2 separate regions of the Rattus norvegicus genome follow, and region 2 is linked to region 1. The links are chromatin contacts, called in public HiChIP or PLAC-seq maps. All regions are on one chromosome and are shown on one strand. Each heading gives the region's core, a stretch centred on a gene start, on an enhancer-like site or on the middle of the called end of the contact. The rest is flanking DNA. Distances are from core to core; before and after follow the strand shown. Region 1 holds the start of Cfap36 (cilia and flagella associated protein 36). Region 2 holds the start of Ccdc88a (coiled coil domain containing 88A).

What was found. HiChIP or PLAC-seq counts read pairs in DNA pulled down with a chosen protein or histone mark.
Region 2: an H3K27ac HiChIP or PLAC-seq map of oligodendrocytes shows a contact between it and region 1, with 4 times the contacts expected there. The contact joins the promoter of Ccdc88a here to the promoter of Cfap36 in region 1. A contact is called at or near these places in 4 of 12 Hi-C or Micro-C datasets (the A7r5 cell line, Schwann cells, frontal cortex and 1 more) and 1 of 1 datasets of contacts at active chromatin or transcription factors (oligodendrocytes).

The regions. Positions count from the first base shown.
Region 1 is chr14:107,190,265-107,194,977 of GRCr8, reverse strand. Cfap36 (cilia and flagella associated protein 36) reads left to right here and starts at 2,572. Exons shown (of 10, transcript NM_001024866.2): 1 at 2,572-2,801; 2 at 4,541-4,605. The coding sequence starts at 2,687.
Region 2 is chr14:107,303,401-107,308,113 of GRCr8, reverse strand. Ccdc88a (coiled coil domain containing 88A) reads right to left here and starts at 2,716. Exons shown (of 31, transcript NM_001427796.1): 1 at 2,654-2,716; 2 at 2,457-2,557. The coding sequence starts at 2,716.

The sequences.
Region 1 (4,713 bases), core at 1,323-3,822:
CATGAACTGGGGACTTTATGGAGAACGGTCTCATTCATAAGACCACAGTAAGTGACTTCTGGAACCCTTGCCTTGGTTCTGTTGCATGGTTCCCCCATCACGTGGGGCTCTCAGTGCTCACTCCTGATTAGTATCTGAAGATAGTCCCCCCCCCAACCCTCCATGAATACTGGGGCTAGGTGGTGACCTTGTTTCCAACTTATGCCTGGTTCAGATAAATCTCTCTCTATCCCCCACATCTCCATGATGCAGTGAAATTGTGATGCATTATTGTAAGTGTTTCTACTTGGATGGAAGGATATTCTTGGACTCGGAAGCCCAGGAAACATACAGCTCTGAGGTGGGACAGTGTCCCAGTGAAAGGGCATCCTGATACACGGGGGCCCAGGAACCTTAAACCTCTGAGAGGAAGCCTCATCAGAGACATTGTAGCTCCCAAGGGAGGGTATCCCAGCTGAGGAGTTCAGGAGCCTCAGTCCTGCTCCTTTTCTTCAAATCTTCTCTTAATTTGTTCCTTTCTTCTTGGCTTCTTCATACTGGTGAGTCATACCAGACAGGAAATATTATGAAAGAGATTTATTGGAGGGTTCATAGTGTAGAGGGACAAATCCAGGGATGCCCGCCCTCTGCTTCCAGGAGCCCTGGACAAAGGGTCAGGGCTTGTATAGGATTTCTGAAGGGCAGAACTTCTCAGGGCAGAGATTTCCAGTGTTAGGATTGGTGGGATTTCAAGTCCTAAGCTTGAGGTGGCTCAGGAATTGGTGGGTTTTCCTGCTCAGTGATTGGTGGCTTTTTTCCCCACCCCATTTTTCTTGCATCAGGCCCATGAGGTTAGGGTGAGAAGTTCTTTCTGGATTTAGCTGGCTTTTGCTGAGGCACTGTCTCTGTGGGGCTGCTGGGGTGTTTTTGTGTGGAGAGAGGCTAGAGAGTAGGTACTGCCACTGTGGACAGTTCTTGTGGGACAGTTCCTGCAGTGGTGTTTCTTAAAAGCTGTAGGCCGAGGCACAAAAGGTGTCATCATTGTGGACAGCTCCTGAGGAGCAGCTCCAGCTGAGGTGGGAAAGCAGTGCACCACTGTGGACAGCTCCTCCAGCTTCTATCTGTAGGCTGATGAGATGTGGTGCCACCGTTTTTTTGACAGAAGCTATCATTTTGGACAGCTCCTGTGGGACATTTTACTGCGGAACCAGGGCAATAAGAAAAATCCCCACAGAAATGACCTTTTGGTCCATAACGAAATTCTTGGACAGAAGATAGAATGAGCTGGTTAACATACTAATTGCTAACTTGAGAGTTGGGTCCTCCCTCTATCAACATTTTAGTATATTTCGCAGTACTTCTCAACCAGTGGGTCTCATATCAGAAATCCTGCACATTAGTTTTATAACAGTGGCAAAGTTACAGTTATGGTGTAGCAATGCAATAATTTTATGGTTGGGGGTCACCACAAGATGAGAAAGTGTATTAAAGGGCTGCAGCATGAGGAAGGTGGCAAACCACTGAAACGTTGGGATCCTCGGGGTCTTCTGCCTCTAATACCCACTTGGTTCCTCCTGGGTTTTCTATCAACAGTTGCTGCAGCTCCTGCCCCCAGCCTGACCTGGTAATCCGCTGTCCTCCCACCACACAGCCACCTCTGGTTCTGAGTCCTCCTTCACTTCCACTTTCATGAAACTGAAGTTGTATTCTCTGCTCCTTCAGCTCCTCACCACTCTCAGCGTGGTATTCTGAGGGCAGAGACTTCTCACTGCTAGACTGGAAACTGTTCCTCTAGACCTTAAAGTGGGTGAGGGCGCTTTCTAAGGTTCACCGTCCTTGGTTTTGACTGTGAGTTTGATGTCAAGGTTTATTTAAAATAAGTTCTCATTATATAGTCTTGGTGGGCCTGGGACTCACGGGTCTGTCTGCCCCTGCCAATCAAGAGTATTAGAATTAAAAGGAGTAAGCCGCCATATCTAGTTATAAGATTTTTGTGTGATTCTTGGGAGTCCTCTGGCCCTTAAGTAGGAAGAGAGCAACCTGGATACTTTTAAAAAACTGTCTATGAAAGCCTATTTAAATGAAGATTAACTGAATTTGTAATTGTCCTAATTTTAGCTATTGTTAACTGTGCTTAGGGTTAAAGACCCATCCTTAGACAGCAAGCAAGCGAATGCAGAACCAATTAGTAAACCTCACAGAGCTTAGTTTGCTTAGTTTTGTTTTCAAACTATACTTCAGCTACAGGGCCAGGGGCTCTGAAAACCCTTAGGGGTGAGGTGGGAGAGGGCCTCATGGTAGCCACGCCCTCGGCACGCCATTTTAAGACAGGCCGCGCGCGCACACGGGAGCGCGAACGCGGTCTCCAGGCGCGGTAGCCAATACCTGCACTTCTGCTTTCAGCCTAGCAACTCCAGACCAATGAGCGGAGGGCTATCGTTTGCACCCCCTTCTCTTCCAGCCAATAGGAAACGTTCCTATGCCCCCGCCCCTCTCTAGGAGCTCAGGACTCGGGCCTCACTTCCGGACCGCTAGGTATGTTGTCATAGCGACCATTTTACGTTAACTGGTTTGTAGTGTCTAACCCCGGGGCCAGGCGATTGCGGGGACCGTGTTGCCCGCATTCCCCGTCGCTTCCTGCGGCCGAAAGGCCAGACTGGGCCGGGGGAATCCGGCCTAGGCGTCCGCGTCGCCCGGTGCGAGCGGGATGGCTGCGGAAGAAGAGGACGAAGTGGAATGGGTGGTGGAGAGCATCGCTGGGTTCCTGAGGGGCCCGGATTGGTCTATACCTATCTTAGACTTTGTGGAGCAGAAATGCGAAGGTAAGAACTAGATCCCGAACAAGCCGAATATTACTGTCTGCCTGCGGGGCCTAGGACAGTTTTGTAGAAGGAATTGCATACACCCCTTCCCTAGTAGGGCGTTCGTTTGCAGACACGAAAGTGCGCACCAAGACCTCTCACTCACCTTGCCCTGAGCGCTGGTCCTGAACACAGTAGAGTTTAATCCCTTGTTCAGCTTGTCACTTCACCCTGCATCTTTCTATCCCTCTCAAGAGGACCGTTTGGGTAACCAGCATCTTCCCCAGTTATTTGGGAGAAGCGTTGTTTTGCTTCGAGTTGCTTCTGAGCCATGAGATGTCTCCCTGTGGACTCAGTCTATGAAATGAAAACAAATTCACTCTGGCCGTTTTATCTGCAAAGAAGGACATTTGATTACCCCGGCAGGACCAAAGCAGGCGATTGGGAGGAAGACTTTTCTAAACAAACGAGATATACAAATGTGGAATTCTTTTGCAGGATCGGCATCAATGCTTTGTGATCGGTTCATATACTGTTCGTATCTGAGTTCATCTCAATCACAGACAATGTCCTATCCAACCTTTCTCGTGGTTATTTGCCTAGGCAATACTTGGAGGTTAGCAATATCCATCATCGGAACTTGTCTCTCAAGTTAGAGGGACTAGACTTGTTTGTAAAGATCAGTGCGATAGAGTTGGGTGAGTGAATGCAAGCTTCAAAGGGAAGGAAATCTTGTATACAGTTTTGCAGGATGAGTTGGCCTGCTTGAAAGGTGATGGGTTTCCAGCCTTTCGAAGTATCTGAATATATCTGACAGAGATTGTACTGCAATGCAGTTTGTCTGAGATTCAGCTAACAAAGGACTCTTATCCTGAATTGTCTTGCAAGGCTTCTCTTGAACCCAAGATTCTATGGATCTAGTAAAGAAAGAACTTTTTTTGATCAGTGAATCTTTTATTTTATTCTAACTATTAAAATTCAAACAGTTAAGTGTTTTGGCAGGCAACTTTTAAGAAGATTTGGAAAGCAAAGCAATTAACATGTGTTCCTCTGTAGAATTTAGAGTGCTGTTAAAAGGTTGATGAAACATGGGAAAAGCCTGACCTCCTGAAGGAGGGATTGTGTCACCCACTGATTTTCATCTATCATTGAGACTAAATCCTGTGGGGAAATCGTGTGGGGCATAGAAATGGTTTGGCTTCTATCCACAGTGTCAAGAGTGGCTACATCCTGGTAATAACAACTCTGTGCATTTTCACAGAGAAGCAAAGCTAGGGCTTAGAAAATGCACCACAATGTTGTGGTTTTAGAACTGAAAAGAGTTTAGTGAGCATTTGTATTGAATGCATGTGGAGTGTCACAGAGGACAAATGCAAAGTAAAGACTTCATCCTTCACTGATGTGGGGCTGCCTCAGGATATTCAAAGGTCAGGTTAGACAGCTCTGTGATAGCAACATTTCAGTATTCACTGAGTTACCTTAGACCCGACCCTAGGGATAGAAATGCTATCCTTGGAAACTCTACAGCCTACCATAGAAGGCACACATGTAAACAGTACATTATCAAGTACATAACTTTTAAAAATAAAGGCACTGGGGCAAGAGTGTTTGTTGGCAAACATGATGACTTGAGTCAACCCACTGCCCGCATGGTGGAAGGGGAGAGCAGGCCATTTGTAATATTTTTATATTTATATTTTATATCTGTATTTAAATGATTTGTTCTTTTACACCATTCTATCATTTTCTGATAAATGTAGTTTTTGATGATGAAGAAGAAAGCAAGTTGACCTATACAGAAATCCATCAAGAGTACAAAGAGCTGGTGAGTATTCCCCTGACTTTTGTTGTTTGAGAGGGCCGGCTGTCATGGCTGGCCTGGAACTCACTGTGCAGACCAGGCTGGCCTAGATCACACAGAGACCTATGTGTC
Region 2 (4,713 bases), core at 1,467-3,966, 110 kb before region 1:
CAGGCGGCTCCCTAAGAGCTCTAGGCAAGCCTGACCTGTTGTACAGCAAGTTCCAGGCCAACCAGAGATACATAATAAGACTCTGAATGTAAAAATAACAATACCATAATAAGGATTCTGTTGCTTTACCACTAAATAAGTCATCAAATTACATTTGTGTTGACCTTATTTTAACAAATTAGTCATTTAAGTAAGCAAAGAATACTTCTTTTCCTTTCCCTTTCCCTTATATAGGTCATTTAGAACAGAATTAGGACACTAAAAAATCTTTTAGAGAAACTGAGAGATGGAACTGAAAACACAGAAGTAGACTTGAGGTTTGGAAAGCAGCTGGTCCACCCTCCCAAGAGGCTAAGGAGAATCTAGCAACTATTCTTTTGGATCATCACTATTTTCAAAATATACCTATATCTTTTTAAATCAAAGTGTGACCTGACCCCAAAGTGAAAACAGAAAATGTAGTTTTTAAAACAATTTTGTATCTATTCTCTCATTTATCACATCCCAACTACATTTCCTTCCCCCTCTGCCTGGTCCCTTCCCTACCTCACTTCCCCACCCCCAATCCACTTCTCCTCATGCCTTTTCAGAAAAAAGGCAGGGCTAATGTGTTTTTAACTCTTCACTCAAGTACCAGGCTTCAAAAAATCAAAAATATTCTTTAAAAAAAACCATTAAGGTGAAAAAGTAATTATTTTCCTAGTTGGGTACATAAAATTCAAATGTTCCTGCCTAAAACTAAGCAAATAAAGAGACATAAGGGGGAAACTGTGAATATGTATTATAATGGGGTTCATTCCTAAGAACTAGTTAAATTATCCTATCATTTTGCTTAGGAAATAGATATTTCAAACAAAAAGTAATTCCATAAACATCTACTAAGAATGCACAAATCCTGAAAATGTCTACATTCTGTTTTCCTTCCTATGGGAGAAAAAAAAAATACATGTTTAGCTAACTCACATATTCAAGTGTACAAGTTTTCTTTGGAAAATGTATAAAAGAATACTATTTCCTGTAGTCACACATACATGAAAACAGCATGCAAGCCTCTGAGGACACAGAGGTTAGCACTGGAACAATTCTGTTTCTGACTTCTAACCTTGTCCTAGCTTGCTTTCTTTTCCTGTGATATACACATGACCAGAAGCAACTTGTGGAAGAGAGAGGGTTTATTTCCTCTTATGTCCAGGTAACAGTTCATCACTGAAAAACCTTCACAGCAGGAGCTGGAGGCAGGAACTAAAGCTGAGACTCCAGAGAAATGCTATTTATTATCTTGCTCCCCCTGGCTTGCTCAGCTACCTTTCTTACACGCCAAAGACCACCTGCCAGGGTCAGGACTGTCAGCAGTGGGTTGAGCCTCCCCACATCATGCAACCAAAAAACAATGCCCCCACGGATTTGCCTGCAGGTGAACAGGGCAAAGGCATTTTCTAACTGAGGGTTCCTTTTCCCTGAAGATCCTTGTGTCAAGCTGACAAAAACCTAACCAGCACAAACCTCTTAAAATAGAAAGTCTAAGAAGAAAAATAATTTCCAATAAAAAATATAGTATATGTAGAATTAACAGAATAGTACACATACTCTAATAACAAGTATAGATACTGCATGAATTTCTCACATATATAAAAGGAGTATCTTCAAATCAAAAAGTACAAGATTCTTGTAATGACACTCTATTAAGAAAGACGTCTAAATCTTCAGAAATTGATAATCACTTTAGTATTCATAATGAATCTGCACTACAATACAGTAACAATAAAATGGAATCATTTATATTTCTCTGATCTACTGATATGCTTTCAATATTCCATTTCTATCTCAAAAAGAAAAATTTAACTAACCCAGCTCTCAAGTCATTTATAAACCTCAAAATATCTTTAACCAATTTCTCAAATATTAAGAATTTAATAATTCACCAAAAACACAATAACCCATCTAATCAAACTTAGATATTTAAATTGTTTGCTATTGAAGTCTTCCTGAGCAATCGCAATGTTAACTTAAATTTTCACTTCTGAAACATGTTAGTTAACCAGTTTCAATTTTAGAACCATTTACTCTTATATTTAAAAAGGTTAATAAGAAACATCTTTACACATACATAACTTCTGTTAATTCTTTTTCCTATCATAGACAAGATTTCTGTCTCCATTTTAGCAAATTACCAAAGATGACACAATGTGGTTTGAATTTCAGCACTCAAGACAATAAATAACAAAACGGGCAGGATGGGCAAAGTCACAGATAAAGTTTCCCGATTTTAACAGGCATAACTATTTGGTTGTGATAAATGGGATGGGCACATAAGAATACCACTCCTTCCAACTAAATCACCTGATTTTTTTTTTCTGGCCAAAGAACCAAATTAAGGGTTTAAGTCGTTAAGCCTAAGTTCAAAGTATGTAATTTTTCAAAGAAAATAAGTTACCAAGAAAGAAGAAAACACTTACATTTGGAGCATGACCTGGTTCAAGAATACCCCATCCACCAAAGCCACGTACTCATCCAGGTTAGTCCCATTTCCTGCAGCCAGTGGTCCAAATGTTTTAACCTAGAACAGAAGGATTATCACGACGTGAACGCCCACCTCCATCTCTGTAGCCACAAATAACACGGCCAAATATACCATAAAGGACATCTTCCTTACCCAAGTGACCAAAGGGCTGGTCATGAACTGCTCCAGAAGGGGAGTAAAGATTTCGTTCTCCATTTTACAAATTATGTATTCAGGAGGGGGTGGGGGAGGAAGTACCACAAATACGCCCAGGGAATTGGTCAGTAAACGCAGAAGTAAGACGGAATCAATGAAAGTCCATTTCGGCAGGGGAGGAAAATCCCATCGAAGAGGGGAAAGAACTCTCCCTCCTCAGCCCCCCCGGGAAAACGAGCCCGAATCCCGCGCTGAGCCGCAGCGGGCGCTGGCAGTCTGCACCCGGTGAGGAGGGGCAGAAAAAAAGGCATCTGGAGGAGGAGGACGTGGAGAGCGGCCGGGGCACGAGACAAAAAGCCCGTCAAGGTTGTCCCGCTCCCGGGGGGAACCGGTCAGCGGAGGGGCCGCCAAGGACTCAAGCTCAGCGTGGGGGCCGAGGGGGCCGGGCTGGACCTGGGCGAGAGGCTCTAGGCGTTCCGGCCGCCGGCGGGCACGGGCGCCGGGCGCCGGGAGCGTCCGCCCGCAGCCTCACCGCCTCAGATGCGGCTCGCCCCTCGCCGGGCGCTCAGCATCCCTCCGCGGCCTCGCGCTCGCTTCAGCACCCTGGCTCTGCCCGGGGCCGGGAGCTCCGAGGCGTGTCCCTGACCGTCTGGCTGCAAGAGCCCCGCCAGCCTCCGTGTGCCTCGGCGACGCCCGGGCGCTCCGCCGCCGCCGCCGCCGCCGCCGCCGCGCTCCAACCTCCTCCGCCGCCCCCTGGAGGATCTGGGGTAACGGCCTCGGAACCGCAGTGCCGCAGCACACCCGCGGCCGGCCTGGCGGGCGAGCGCGCCGCTCCCTCCGCGCCGGTATCCTTCCGCCGACTCCCCGCCCTCCCGCTCCTCTGCCTCTGGATTGTGGGAGAAGAAAACCGCTGCATGAGCGCGCCCCCGCGCGCGCGCGCCCGGCCTGCCCGCCGCCGCCCAGATTCTGGCGGAGCGTGGACGCGCGGGCTCTGCAGTTGCGGCGGGGGCCCGCATCGAGCCCGCGCTCCGGACGTTTGCCAGGGTGTAGGGGGGCGGACATGGGCAAGACTGAGAAACAGGGTCTGTCTGCTTGCTCGCTCATGCCTGATTATGGTTTATTTCCTCCCGGAGCGCCTTCTTTGATGTGTGAAGGAAAGGGAACGAAACCCATCTCTTTTAAACACGAGGGATGCAGGCATCTTTCGGACACTTTGATTTTCTCGGTTAAACATGCTTTCTCTCTCCCTAAAAGGCCTAGGAAAACTGCAGCAAAAAGCAAAGACACATCTTGGGGCGGAGGGTGGGGGGGGGGGACGGAAAAAAGAGGTTGTTTTAATTTTCCCTTCTTTTCCTTAAGATAAATAAATAAATAAATAAATAAATCAGTCATCTAAAGCAGAAATATTTTTTAAGAGTTGTGAATAACCAAAGCTGCCTTTCAACGTGGGATTTCCTGACTGGAGCTACCATGATTCAGGCATTATTTTTTGACTTTTGGTCATTGAAAAAATATCCAAACTGAGAGCCACAAGAGAAAATATTTAGACATTATCCAAGTTGTGTGACAAACATTTGTTAAAAATCATTTATGTTATACATTAGTGGGTCCATCAAAATATGACAGTTCCCCAGCAAATTAAATGTTATTCTTCCTCATACCCATACCGTGCCCAGGAGAAGATGGAATAGAAAAAATCTTTCTCCAAAAACAATATAGTATTGTGATATTACAATGCATTTTATGTTCACACTGTGCCTGCAGGTACATATATATCTTCTTTGACTACTCATTTTTAATGACGTCTAATTTTTGTACATTTTATTTTATGTTGATTGTATTAATTTTTGCCTTGCATGGAAGTCTGTTCCCCACTTATGTGCCTGGTTCCTGTGGAGGTCAGAAGAGGGCGCTAGATCCCATGGAGCCATGATGGCGAATGTTAGAGGCAGCCATGAACCATTATGTGGATGCTGGGAATCAAATCTTTGTTCTCTGCACCAGTAGCCAGAGCTAGTAACCACTGAGTCATCTCTCCAGCTCTCATATTTTAAGTT